Regions from separate parts of the Oryzias latipes genome. Here region 1 is linked to region 2. The links are chromatin contacts, called in public Hi-C maps. All regions are on one chromosome and are shown on one strand. The core of a region is the stretch at or near the end of the contact, and the rest is flanking DNA. Distances in the headings are between cores, read along the strand shown.

Region 1 (6,104 bases), core at 3,467-5,966, 34 kb after region 2:
TTGGAAGGCCTGCACTGGGATGTCAACAGAGGCCAACTCCTTTGCCATTAGGAGTTTCTCTCTAGTGTTTGGGTGTCTGTCATAAACTTTCCATCTCCACGATGAGAAGAACTCCTCTAAAGGGTTCAGGAAAGAGGAGTAGGGTGGCTGACAGATATTGAAAAAGTGGTTACTGTTGGTGCAGAATCACTCTCTGCTTTGGTTTGTTCTGTGGAAGCTTACATTTTCCCAAATGATCACATAAATGTGATGTGTGGGCCCAGGATGGTGTTGTTGGCTTTTCCATGCCATGTTACTCTGTCTATTTAAAGCAGAAAAACGTGTTTAAATCCAAGAAAACTAAACCTAAATCCTAATGTTTTGTCAAACTGCCTCCTGATTTCCAACTTCAAATTCCTGTCAAAGGTTCTGGAGAGGGGGGCCCCGGCACAGCTTCTGCATCTGCCCTGCTCTCCTCTTCTATTATCTCAGACCTTCAATGCAGTTCATCACAACATTTTTCTTCACCGCCTCAGCTTATGACTAAAAAAAAGTTACATTTCTGTTAAAATGTCATCCATACCAAATAGAAAAATTCAAGTTTCCACCTATAGAAATGCCTCTAGATTTCACAAAGCGCCTGGAGCTGCAGCTGAAGAACGAGTCGAGTCGCTAAGCAGCAAGTGAAACATGATTTTAATTAACTCTAATCAATAACATGGACAGCTGGGAGACCCTCACAGCAGCAGCTACACTTAACTATCTGTTAATCACTGAATGATTAGCAGCGTCTCTCAGGTCCTCCTCTCACATTCACACAGACCAAGTGGACTCCATAAAGAACAGAGGTGGAGGACGAAAGAAGCAGCTTGTGTGTCACAGGTGATGGGGAGGGGTAACTGCACAAGAACAAGAAGATTTGACCAATTTGCACATCATAATACGTGTGACCATCTCCATCATAATGGCTCCATTGCAGCTGTGAGATGACACCGGCCTCATCAACTTATGTGTCAGAACAATTGATGGGAAGCACACGATGTAATAGGTCTTCCTGTCCTGTCCGCACCGGGGTCCGATCTCCTGGGAGATTCATTCGCGCGACAGGAGCCGTCGCCTGCAGCCTGCAGGAGAAATGGAAAGGCTTCATGTGTGGAAATGAATTCTTCACCGCTGGCAGAGACACAAAGGAAAATTAGTGTTTTAATAACCTTTGCTTCATGTTTTAGGTTCTTAGGATGCAAAATTGAAAGATGTTTGGGATCCATATCAGGATGGAGGATCGCATTAGAAATACTAAAATGAGTCCATCATAAATCCAACAATTTGGAGAAATAAAGATTTGTTAAACTTCTGTCTAAAACAAACTGACAAACTGAACTAAACTAGAGTTTTTCTTGTGAATAGAAAAAAGGTTTTTGCTTGAAAAAATACAAGGACTCGATGTACCGCAAAATTTGAAGTGCTGATATTGTGTTCTGTTAGTCAAGATTGAAACACTTCAGAAGGAGCATTGACTTCAGACGCAATGAAATATGGAAATATTTCCGTTTTTGTCTTCTAGTTTTCTTTTTTACCTCTCAGATTTCAGTCTTTTTTGTGAGTCCCCATGTTTTCTGCCAAATATTTATTATTAGAAAACCTCTGCGTAGTTAAGTGCACCTGAATAAAAAGCGGTTTCACGTCGACAGCTTACCCGGGTCTAAAACCTGCAGTGATTCTGTGGACTAGAAATAATGATTGATCTGAGAAGAAACATCAAAATGTCCGTCCTCGGAGGCATGTCTGAGACCCATGTTTGATGATGGTATTAAAAGGAGGATAAATAATTTACCATGTTTGCTGACTGCATGCTTAAGCTGCTGCAAACATTCAGTGTCTCTCACGTCTATTTATATAGCGTCTTTTTTTTTTTCACACAGTTGATCGCTGCAGAGGATGGACTGTTGGCGTCTGGACGCGTTGAGAGCAGCTCAATGTTTGCAGCAGGAATTCAGACTGACAGAGAAGCAAAGCTCAGATCCTGGCTCCGAACAACCGGCAGTCCACATGTGAAACTCTGTCAGCACATTCATGCAGTCTGTCCATTAGACAGACCCATACCCTCCTCCCACAACAAGGAGTTGATACATTGGCCTGGCTGCGGCCTCACCTCCTACTCTTGTGGCCTTTTGAAGAGCCTGCAGAAAACGTGCCAGTGAAGGAGAACAGTTTTACCACAGAGCATCATAGGTGGTTAACAAAACTCTCTGGGATTTCTGAGAAGCACACAGACTGTCTCACAGCAGCTGCTTTGCCTGCCTGGAAGGGAGAAGCCATCCACCCTCTGAGAAAACACCTGTAAACCTGGGATGCCGTTCTATCCAGATTTAGAAACCGAAGCTTTCTGACATCGTTTAGGAAATATATATATATATATATATATATATATATATATATATATATATATACATATATACATGTTTGCACATTGAGGTTATTTTAGCTTTATACAGTTTTTATCATACTGTATAAAGTTCAATGGATTGCTCCATCCCATAATTTAAAGGGTAAATATCTAAAGAACTCCTGCTGCTCTGCAGAAACTATGCCCAAGAAAACAATACAGGTTATTTTTATTTTTGTTCGACATAAATCTGCATAATCAGAATTAAAAGTGTTAAGAATAGTTAGAAAATGCCTTTAACTTTTTTATTAGACTAATGGTTTAAACTTAATTCATTAAGCATGTATTATCGCCTCACAATTATATTACATTTGAAGACAGCACAGCCCAGCTATTTTTCTCACAGTTTCTTCTCATACTCCCTTTTTTTTGTGTGTGATGCCTCAGAGATAACTCCATTGCGACCTTGGAGCGCCTCTCCAGTAACAACATGCGGGTGTGATTTTCACACCATTGTCCAGTGTATGATCTTCTGAATATGCAAATGCAGGGTTCTTATACCAAGCCCATCTCCCTGCCTTCGGTGTTCAGACTTTGAATGCACCATGTTCATCTGTCTGTCCCCTTCATGTTTGTACGAAGTAAAACTTCCACAAAATATAAGTACCTGTCTCTGAGTCATTATTCATTCGTTTCTGTGTGCAGGAAACTGATGGGTACGAACCTAACCTTTTTTATCTACAGTCCTGTTTAGAATCACCAGTTTCCTCACAAAAAGTCCACTGGGAATGTTTGAAAATAGATAAAAAGATAATTGAAGTGGGTCTTTAAAGATCTGACTGTTACATAACAACCTGCCAGGTTTCTTGGTTTTCATTGTTTTGTTTGGCACCTTTAGAGTCAAGTCCTGCTGGTTCCTCTAGAAAGCATTCACACTGCTTTCTAGATGAACCAGTCTTCTGCTTGGTGTACTTTCATCTTACATTTTTTCCTTTTTTGTCAACTTCAGTACAGGTTTTCATTCTGCACAGCATGGAAACAGAAAGCTGAAACAGTTGGACTCAAACAGGGCAGATGACCTCAAGTCATCAGTCAAACCCACTAACTTCAGTGAAGCTGCATGAAGACGAACTGTCAAAAACACAACTGGAGCATCTTTGATCCTGTCGTTAGTCGCTGAGTCGAGAATCGTTTGTTACCCTTGTGCTATCCTAGGCACTTTAACATTGGGAGTCGGGTCATCTAGACCCACTAGACAGTGCTCTGAACCTTTTTTCTTCAATGATTTGTGATCTTCACTGGTGTCCATGGATTACATGAAATCTTTCCACCTTTATCCACCTTTGTCATGGTAGGAGGAACACTACAATGCAAGGGTGGGGTCATCTAAGATAGCACAAGGGTTAAATGAAATCTTGAGAGCCTCAGATTGTTTGCTACGCCCCTGTATTGTGTGGGCCGGCCCATATGGGCTTTCAAAAAAGTCTGCACTTTTTTCTTTCTATGGTTTTATTTATTGCTTGGAAATGAATTCATCATTTACCTTTTGATTTGATTTGATTTGAAATGGTTTATTTCAAGCAATCAAATAAGAATACCACACAAAACAATCATCAGTTATCCATTTATACAATGACGAATCAAACTTAGGATAATTAGACCATAAATGTTAGTGTGATTGTTTTGTTTAGATAAATAATTTCATTCAAGTAGTTTTAATATCTGCCTTTGTTTAAACACTCTCTGGACCTGATTTTTTTTAATTAAAAATTTTAGAAACAGCTCCCCACTGACAGACTGGTCCCCCTCATTAATAAAATGAGGTGATCAATAGCAATTTTGACTTTTCTGATCTCCTGGAGCCCGGTTGCTGGGTCTAATCTTGTGCCGTTGGAGAGTGAGACTGGGGTGTGAGACGGTGGGTGGATCGTGCAGATGTCTCACTTCAAGCTCAGTCGAAAAACTGAAGATTTTCATTTGTGCTTCCGCCTACTTTTTCAGCATCATGCCTGTGTGGGTGTGCACACATACTCACACCTACACAAGCCTGACCCCCACCGTCACTGCACACACACATCCATTCGGGTTCATCAACAAGCACCCCAGATCAAAAATAACTTCCTTTAGAACCAAAGCTGCACTTATAGAGCCCAACTTTTGGCCATCCTCCAGCTTTAGGTCCATGTTTCACCACTCATACAGCAGGTGAGGTATGAACAGGCAGCTCCTGATGTGGAATCAAACGACAAACAAACAGATAATAAAATCGAAAGGGTGATGCTGTTTGATTGCTGCTGTAACAAATGTGGTGGTGTTACGTTAGCAAACACTCGATGGACTACACAGAATGCACATGGAGGCGCACACATAAACACACACTGAGACGGAGCTGAGCGGGGAGTATAAAAGAGGCTTCCTTCCCGCTCTTCGGAGAACTGCTCTCCTCACTCTCATACTCTGCTCACACGCTCAACTTCTCTCCTCAAGGTAAGGAAGACTCTTTTTCTAAACTGATGGATGACATACTGACATTAGAGGATTTCCTGAAAGGATTGAATTTGTTAATATTTTGACACTTTCTTATGTTCTTTTGAATGAAAATTGGAGGTTTTATCATATATTTCTAAAAGCAAACCTGACATGAAAAATGCTTTCTTAACATTGAGGATCAGGTCAGTTTGACCTGATGGAATGACCATCAGGACGAGCAGCTCCTCACATGACTGAAGCTGGAGCTCTGGACGGCAGAGCAGGTTGAACCAGAGTGGAGGACATCATCTGAAACGCTCCGTCTTCTGTCTGTGTTTCAGATGACCGCTGGCCTGGGAGTGTGTGTGGTGCTGGCAGTTTTGTGCACAAGCTGCTTGGGGCTCCCCGTCTCCTCAGCACCCTCAGATGAGGGCCAGCACTCCCTCTCAGCTCCTTCTGAAGGTGCGACTCTCATGCAGAACAAACAGCTTTCCTTTGTGTCACGATTTCACACCTGATTTTATCTTGTGTGCACTTTAAGTTGCTCTTCCTGAGGCCGACACCAAAAGTTTGGATGGCGCCCACGTCCGACATAGCCGTTCCACCACGCAGCTGAAAGACCTTCCCGGGGCTGAGGAGGATGGAGATTCACGGGCAAACCTCAGTGAGCTGCTGGCAAGACTCATCTCCACCAGGAAAGGTGTGTTAGGACGTGTGCAACTTTGAGCAGACTCTTTGTTGTGCAACTGCAAAGAATGATAAAACTGTAAAGGATTTTAAAGGCGAGTGCTTTTTCCTGCCACTCCTCCTCCTTAGTGCAAAGCCGGCTTTGTAAAACGAGTTAGTAGCACTGAAAAGCTTTTGTGGTTTGAAAAAGCGTTTATTAGTGCGTACATCTTTCCGGTTAATCTTCTCTTGGCATCTTTTATCATCTCATGCTAAATCTTACAACTAATATTCTCCCTTTTTTAAACCCACAGACACCACTCAAAAGATTTCTTCCAGAATTTGATTTTAAAACAAAACATCTAGCATGAAAATTAATTTATTTTTAGCTTATATGTTACCATTTTCATAGTTTAACTTTCCTTAGCTGGCTGATTTATTCTGGCCATTAGATCTGCTAAATCCCCACTCAAACTCTGAAATGTTTCTGCTTCACACAAAGTAAAAACTTGGACACAGAAATGTACAAAAAGTCAAAGGGCACGCTGAAATTAATATTTATTACCGGAGGGATCGGGTGCCTGGGTGTGCTTCTGTGGGCGTC
Region 2 (6,440 bases), core at 217-2,716:
TTGTTCTGCTAGGAACAGCAGCAGATTCACCACAGCACGTTTTCAGCCTTTATAATGGGAGCGGACACTGAGGCTATGGAAGCCCAAAAGGCCCAAAATGAGCTGGTTTCAAATTTTACCAGTGATTTTTTTTCACTCTCATCCTTTTCACATGTGTTTCTTAACAAGACCATTATTCATTTCACTGAAATAATAGAAAATCACAGAAAAAAAAAGGTGTAGCAACACTTTTTTATAGCTGTATCATCTTAGAATTAAGGATTAGAAAATTGCAGCTTTTTTGAGTTTCAAATGAACCTTCTCTTACCAATTTAGACACAAACCAGGTGGAACCAAGCATGGTGTGCCTTATTATCCAGTCCTTTCTATATTTTTGTGTACATTTCTGACATATTACATTTATAAATGTGTTACATTTATATGTATAGATATGATGCATATATTTTTATTATGTCTATATATTGTTTGTTTCTGTTACGCTTGTTATCTCTCATGGGGGGGGGGGGGGGGGGTAGTCATTTTAACTTTTAAAGCTCTAATTTGCTCAAATTGAGGGTTTGGGATTTTTGAGCGTTACAATTTCTTTTTTGTCCCGCCTAACTGTGATTTAAAAAAAAAAATCATTTTTGAGGTGGGGGGAGCAACCCATCCCAGTTCAGGATTCATTTTCATTAGAAACCAAGATGGCGGAGATGATCCATGCAGGAAAAAACACATCTCAAATAAAATATATTCATTCACGACTGAAAAATGACTGAGAGCAGAATTACTGGAAATTAAAAAACATGTTTATTGCTGAAACATTAAACCAAAGAAACGTTCAGTATGGTTGTGAGAGAAGAAAAGAAAAACTGCTTTAGTTTACTTGAAATTCAGATGAAAACGTTTTGAAAAGATCATCTGGATTTAACTCTAACTTGTTCGTGTTAAGATGACACGACAGTTAACTTCAGGTTTAAGGATTAAGGCTAAATCTTTCACAATAAAAGCTCCACCTTTAAAGCAACAGCACCGAAACGGCTCAGATCTGCATCAAAGTGTTCTATAAATGACTGAATGTTGAATGAATCAAATCTTCCAGTGAGGATGAATTTGAGTGTGAAAAGGACGAGGCTTCCTCTGGTGCAGACGGGGAAACTTTGTTTCCTGATCTGAGAACAAAAGCAGATGAAAAGTTTTTTCAGAAGTTCCTCCTTCCCTTTCATGGATCAAACCATGATGTTGCTTCTTCACTATCTTTTCTGGATCAGGATGGAAACAACGTTTGTGAACTTTTTTACATCGTGTTGGATCTTTGGAACAAACGATGGCGTGAACAACGGCGTTACGTCTGTGACAGAGATTCATTTGAACACAGTCAACAGTGTCAGGATCTCCAGCTCCCAAATGAGGCTCTGTGATGTGGGTGGATGGGACTGAGCCCTCCCTCACAGATCCCAGCTGACGTGGGAGTGACGGAGGTCGTGACGTAGTCTGGGAGATGTGACCTCCGACCCTGAAGATGCCTTCAAATCCAATTTGAGCTCAGTTGTGAAGCGAGAGACATTTCTCCGGTGGGTGTGGGGAGAAGGAGCGGAGTCGGGGCCACAGCAGGAAGCACAGAGGCAGACATTGATTTTGTGTTGGATTTTACATTCTTCAAAGTCTCTCTATAAGCTCTCCACAGACACAAAGATGCCCAAAAAAGGGGGGGAGGGGATCAACCCAATCAGAAGACGAGAACATTTTTGCACAGAAAACCAGCAAAAGGCTCAGAAAACCCACTCTGCATTTGTCTGAATCTAGAAGGTGATGAACTGCTGGTGTGTTGGAGGCAGGCCATCGTTCTTTTGCTTGCGGCGCCACAAACAGAGTCAGAGACAGAAACGTTCAGACAGATTCGGCTCAGCAGGAAGCTGAAAGCGAGGTGTTAAAGTCCTCCTTATGCCTCTCACAAACTGTTGTTTGTCTCCTCTGGTGCTGCTGGGCCACACGGCTGATACAAGCAGAGAAGGTGAGCTTCCATGCCGCCTTCATTTTCCCGTTCATCTGCTCTGATCTCCTTTCCTAAAGACCAAAGCCAATTCTGGAAAATGTCCCATATTTGTTAAAACATCAAGTTACATTTAGCATTTTCTTTCATTGGAACAGACAACATAAATACAGTTAGGGTGGGGTGGGGGGTTTATATCAGTCCACCTCCCTGTTTAGCAATTAATTAAATTCTTTTTGATTAACTTAAGGTTTAATGGATTCAATGTGTCATGTATGATATAGATATATCTTCATACCACAGTCCAGGTGAATACCCAATTTGATTGGCTGCTGGGTGTGGATAAAGTTAGGGATAATGGTGCAAAGTGTGAATTACAAGACTTAACGCACTACTTTGTATGTGGTTCCTGCTGGCCCCAACATCCAAAGTTCTAAATATTTGATTGACAGATTCTTCCGCTTCCAAGTGGTAGGAGGGTGGACTTCCAATAAGTTCACTCCTGATTGGTGAGAGTGGTTGCCATAAAAATATTGACTCAGACACACTTGGACCAAACACTGCTTACTTATGTTGTATGGTTCCAACAAATGGCGCCGTCCAAATCACCAAAAAATGCTTCAGTCTGGTTGGAGCCGATAGTAAACCCTTTTCCACGGATGACGTCACGCTAACTCTGTCCAGTTCTCTTATACAGTCGATGATCAAAAGTCCTGTTTTAGTGTTTCGTGATTCTCTTTTTAATTCTGACTTTTTTTTTTTATATTCTCAGTTTCTGCATGACTTCTGATCTCTTGAAGCTTCTCCAACAACCACTTTTCCTGATCTTGAGTTTCTTTTTATTTATAAAAAAAAAAGAAAGGGATCCTTAACTTCAAGTTTTAAGTTTTCAGTTAGTTTCAGTTAATTTGTAAACTATTTAATTTCTCGTCCACCATCCACCATTTCTCCCAAAAGTCTGTAGTACTTTTTCTGCAAGCTCATTAGTAAATTAAAAATAAAAAAATAAAAGGCATCCTGCCACCTACTGTATTGGGGCAAAACAGCAGGATCCACCTGGATTGTTGTTGAAAAATATGTGTTAGTCTGGTGCGTATTTTCTGTAATTAAGAGAACTAGTCAGACTGCTAAATCAGACCTCAAACGTTCCTTCAGGTGGGGAAGGTTGGGTCGTCCTTTGGCCTGCCTGCAGCAGGAGATAATAACCTTTTTTTTAATTTTTGGATCAGACCATCTTTAGAAGATGAAATGATGTTAACGCAGCAGCCGTGGGACACGACATTACCCATCGTCGTCCTAATAATTTCTTCTGCAGATAAACTGAATCATCCTCGTCTTACTCCTTTTGGGCTCGGAGTCATGGCAACCCAACTGCAGCAGCCTCGTCAGGCAGAATGGGATCAAATAGGAACGAATGGTAAAAAAAGGAGCGTGGCTTCTTAACCTGAAGTTTTGTTTTGGTTGAGAACTTCTCGGTCGTTCTGCACCGTGAAGCCTCATCAAACACACACTTGAGCTCACACACACCCGGCCTCTGAAAGCAGACAGTGGACTGATAACCATTGGAAGTGACAGATGCAAGATAGAAGCTTATAAGAGCTCATTGACCTCCGCTCCGTTCTGGGCGCTGTGTTCGCTGCAGCAAATTACCCATCCGTCCGTCTGACGGAGCCTTCCAGCAAAATGAGGACGGCCGGGGTCCTCAGCAGTGTCAGCATGGATATAGTCTGTCTGGAAATGTGACTTCTTTGATGCATGTCTGCAGAAAACCCCCCACAGGAGAGCAAATATTTGAACGAACTTCATCAAATAAATGCAAACCACAAAAGCAAAAAATCTCAAACAACTTTAAGGAGTGTGAGGTTTGGTTTTGTCTCAATTTCATTGTAAAAACTGTGGTTTGGTGAGGACTGTTTTGACAGGTTTGGGATAAAAATTGAGATTTTGGGTTTTATTGGTTGACTGGGTTTCATCTCTGAATATTTCTGAGGAGAGTGAAAACAAAGGTTTTACTCAAGTAAAGTTTCCCTTCAGTGAAACTACTTCAAAGTAAAAAGTGGTCATCCCAAATATTACTCGGATATGAGTGGACCTGTAACCTTTACACTATGCCAATACCATTCTTGTGCCAATGATTGAACCCTTGTAAATGTAACCACAAAAATGTCACTAATAAATCTCGCAATTGTAATAAAACTACTGAATTTTCTACATAAACGTACACAAGTAGAAAGAAGACAGTGTGGTTGTAAGGCTACAGTATCTACAGTTAATTTAAGTAAATGTAATTTTTAATGACCTGAAGTGAAGCATACATCTGTTTAGAAAGTCTGTCATTGTCTGGTATTTGATTTTTCACAGGAAAAAGCTTCTTAAAATACGTCTAACTTGGTTTTGTGTTTTTTCCTGCCAGTTTCAGACCAATATATTGTAATGCTAATAGAAAAATCGAAGGAATGGAATCTAACAAGGCTTATATGGTTCTCACCGCTGTATGTATCGCAAAGAAAACTATCCTCCTAAACTGGAAATCTAAAAATAATCTTAGCATCAACCACTACAGAAACCTCATGTGAGAGCATATTAGTTTAGAGATAATGTCCTCCACAAAAAACCTGTCGGCTTCAGACTCTCCCTGGCTCCAGCTGGTTAGTCACATCACCTAGTAGGGGTGGGATGGTGATAGGTTGAGACGGGTCCTGGCTGGTTGGGTGGGCCGGGGTGGGTTTCGGGGGGTGGGCTCTGCCGGGCCTGCCGTTCTCCCGGCTCGGGGCTCTGGTTGCCTGGGTGGGGTGGTGGTGGGGGCGCACACTCTGCCGGCAACTTGGCAGGGGTTCCTGGGCGGGTGCCTTCTGGGCGCAGGGTAGGTAGTGCGGCTGACCGGGAACGGCGGCCGGGTGCCGTGCTGGGTGGCTGGTCGCCGTGGCGGGGGCTGGGGGGGGGGGGGGGGGGGGGGGGGGGGGGGGGGGGGGGGGGGGGGGGCTTGGGGCTCTGGGGCCTGGGGTCGTCTGCCCATGGCCGGTGTTTCGCCCGTGGCCGGTATTTGGCGCGTGGCCTGGCCCCCCGGGGGTCGACGCCGCATTCACAGCAGGGGTTAATGGGTTCACTTGGGTGGGTTTATTTCATTATTATTATTATTATTATTATTTATTATTATTATTTATTATTATTATTATCATTATTTTATTATTTATTTTTTATTATTATTGTTATTATTATTATTTTTTTTTTTTTTTGGGGGGGGGGGGGGGCCTGGGGGGGCGGTGTGCTAGTCGTTAGGGAGGCCAGGGTATGAATGGTGGGGCTGTACCCCCTGCCCCTCCGTTCTGGCACCGGGACCCTTCCTTGCTGGCTGTCTCGGCGCTACGTGGCTCTGGCCTCCAACTGCGGCTGGCTTGCCGTTTCTGGCTGCCCGGCCGCTCTGGGAGGGGGGGCGCCTACCGCGGCCGGCTGGGGGGCCGGTCGCTCGGGGGAGCCTTCTCCCCCGGTTGTGCCCATCCGCCCGCTCCTCCCCGCTCTCACCCAAACAAATATTGCACACAGGCACATAGGGCCCCGGGATCTGGATGGGAGGGGTATGCTGGCGGGGCTCACTGGGGATGCCCCTCTCTGGGTTCTCGTTGGCACCCGCCCTCCTCCCCGCTTTTTACTTGCATATTACACACTCTGATTCATCTAGGGCCTTGTGGAGAGGGTCTGGTGGAGGGGGGCATGGTGAAACATCCGTGCTCACCCTTCACTGGCCCCCCCCACAATTTTAACTTCCTCTGTAGACACACACACTGCATGCTAGCAGCACACACACAGCAAATACACACCACTCACAGAGGGACCCCGGAGTGGGGGGCTTTGCGGCTTGGCAGCGGTGGAGCCCCCCACACTGGTGACCTCCTATTTTACCTGCAGCACACACACAGCACTCCCACACCTCCATACATGGGTGGGGTCGGGGGGGGGGCGGCCGGTCTTCACCCGCCTGGTTCTCTCAGGGCGGCCGGGCTTATGGGTATCCTGTCGGCTACGGGAAGGGTCGGGCATACGGCGCTGGGGGTCGGCCGGCTGGGGGGGGGGTTACTGCGTGGCGGCAGGGGTAGGGAGGGTAACCAGATGATTGTGAGTATGTGTGTGTGAGTGCATGGGTAGGACGGACCTGGGGGCTGGCTCGCTGGGACCCTCTGGGGCTTTCCCTCCCCATCACAGAGAGGGGAGGGCACTGAGAGGGTTGGGGAGGGGGATCAGATATTATGGCGGGGGGGGGGGGGGGGGGTTGTAGTGCGTAGGGTTTTAGGGTTATGGGGGGTGGCTGTGGGTGCGTGGCGATCCCTGGGTTGCTAAGGTCGCGTGCCTGGGCTGGCTTGCGGGATGGGGCGCCGGTCGGGTGGTGGCCGGCTCATGGGTTCCGGGGGCCCTGGCTTCGTCCCTGGCCTTTGTCTCGGTGTCCGGCGCCCGGTGGCCCCCATGGCTGCCG

Evidence for each region. Hi-C and Micro-C count contacts between places; a contact is called where the count stands out from the background.
Region 1: a contact with region 2 is called in a Hi-C map of embryo, with 1.9 times the contacts expected there. The contact joins the promoter of cck here to the enhancer-like site in region 2. A contact is called at or near these places in 4 of 5 Hi-C or Micro-C datasets (embryo and gastrula embryo).

What each region holds. Positions count from the first base shown.
Region 1 is chr11:14,260,623-14,266,726 of ASM223467v1, forward strand. It overlaps cck (cholecystokinin), which reads left to right and starts at 4,717. Exons shown (of 4, transcript XM_004073873.4): 1 at 4,717-4,852; 2 at 5,176-5,296; 3 at 5,376-5,534. The coding sequence starts at 5,176.
Region 2 is chr11:14,229,710-14,236,149 of ASM223467v1, forward strand. No RefSeq gene overlaps it. Among protein-coding and RNA genes, the nearest start is that of cck, 32 kb to the right of the region's middle. Within about 2 kb of position 1,467, at least 3 of the 8 cell types and tissues checked have an H3K27ac peak or open chromatin away from gene starts, as enhancers often do. A contact at or near this core is called in embryo, where this site is marked.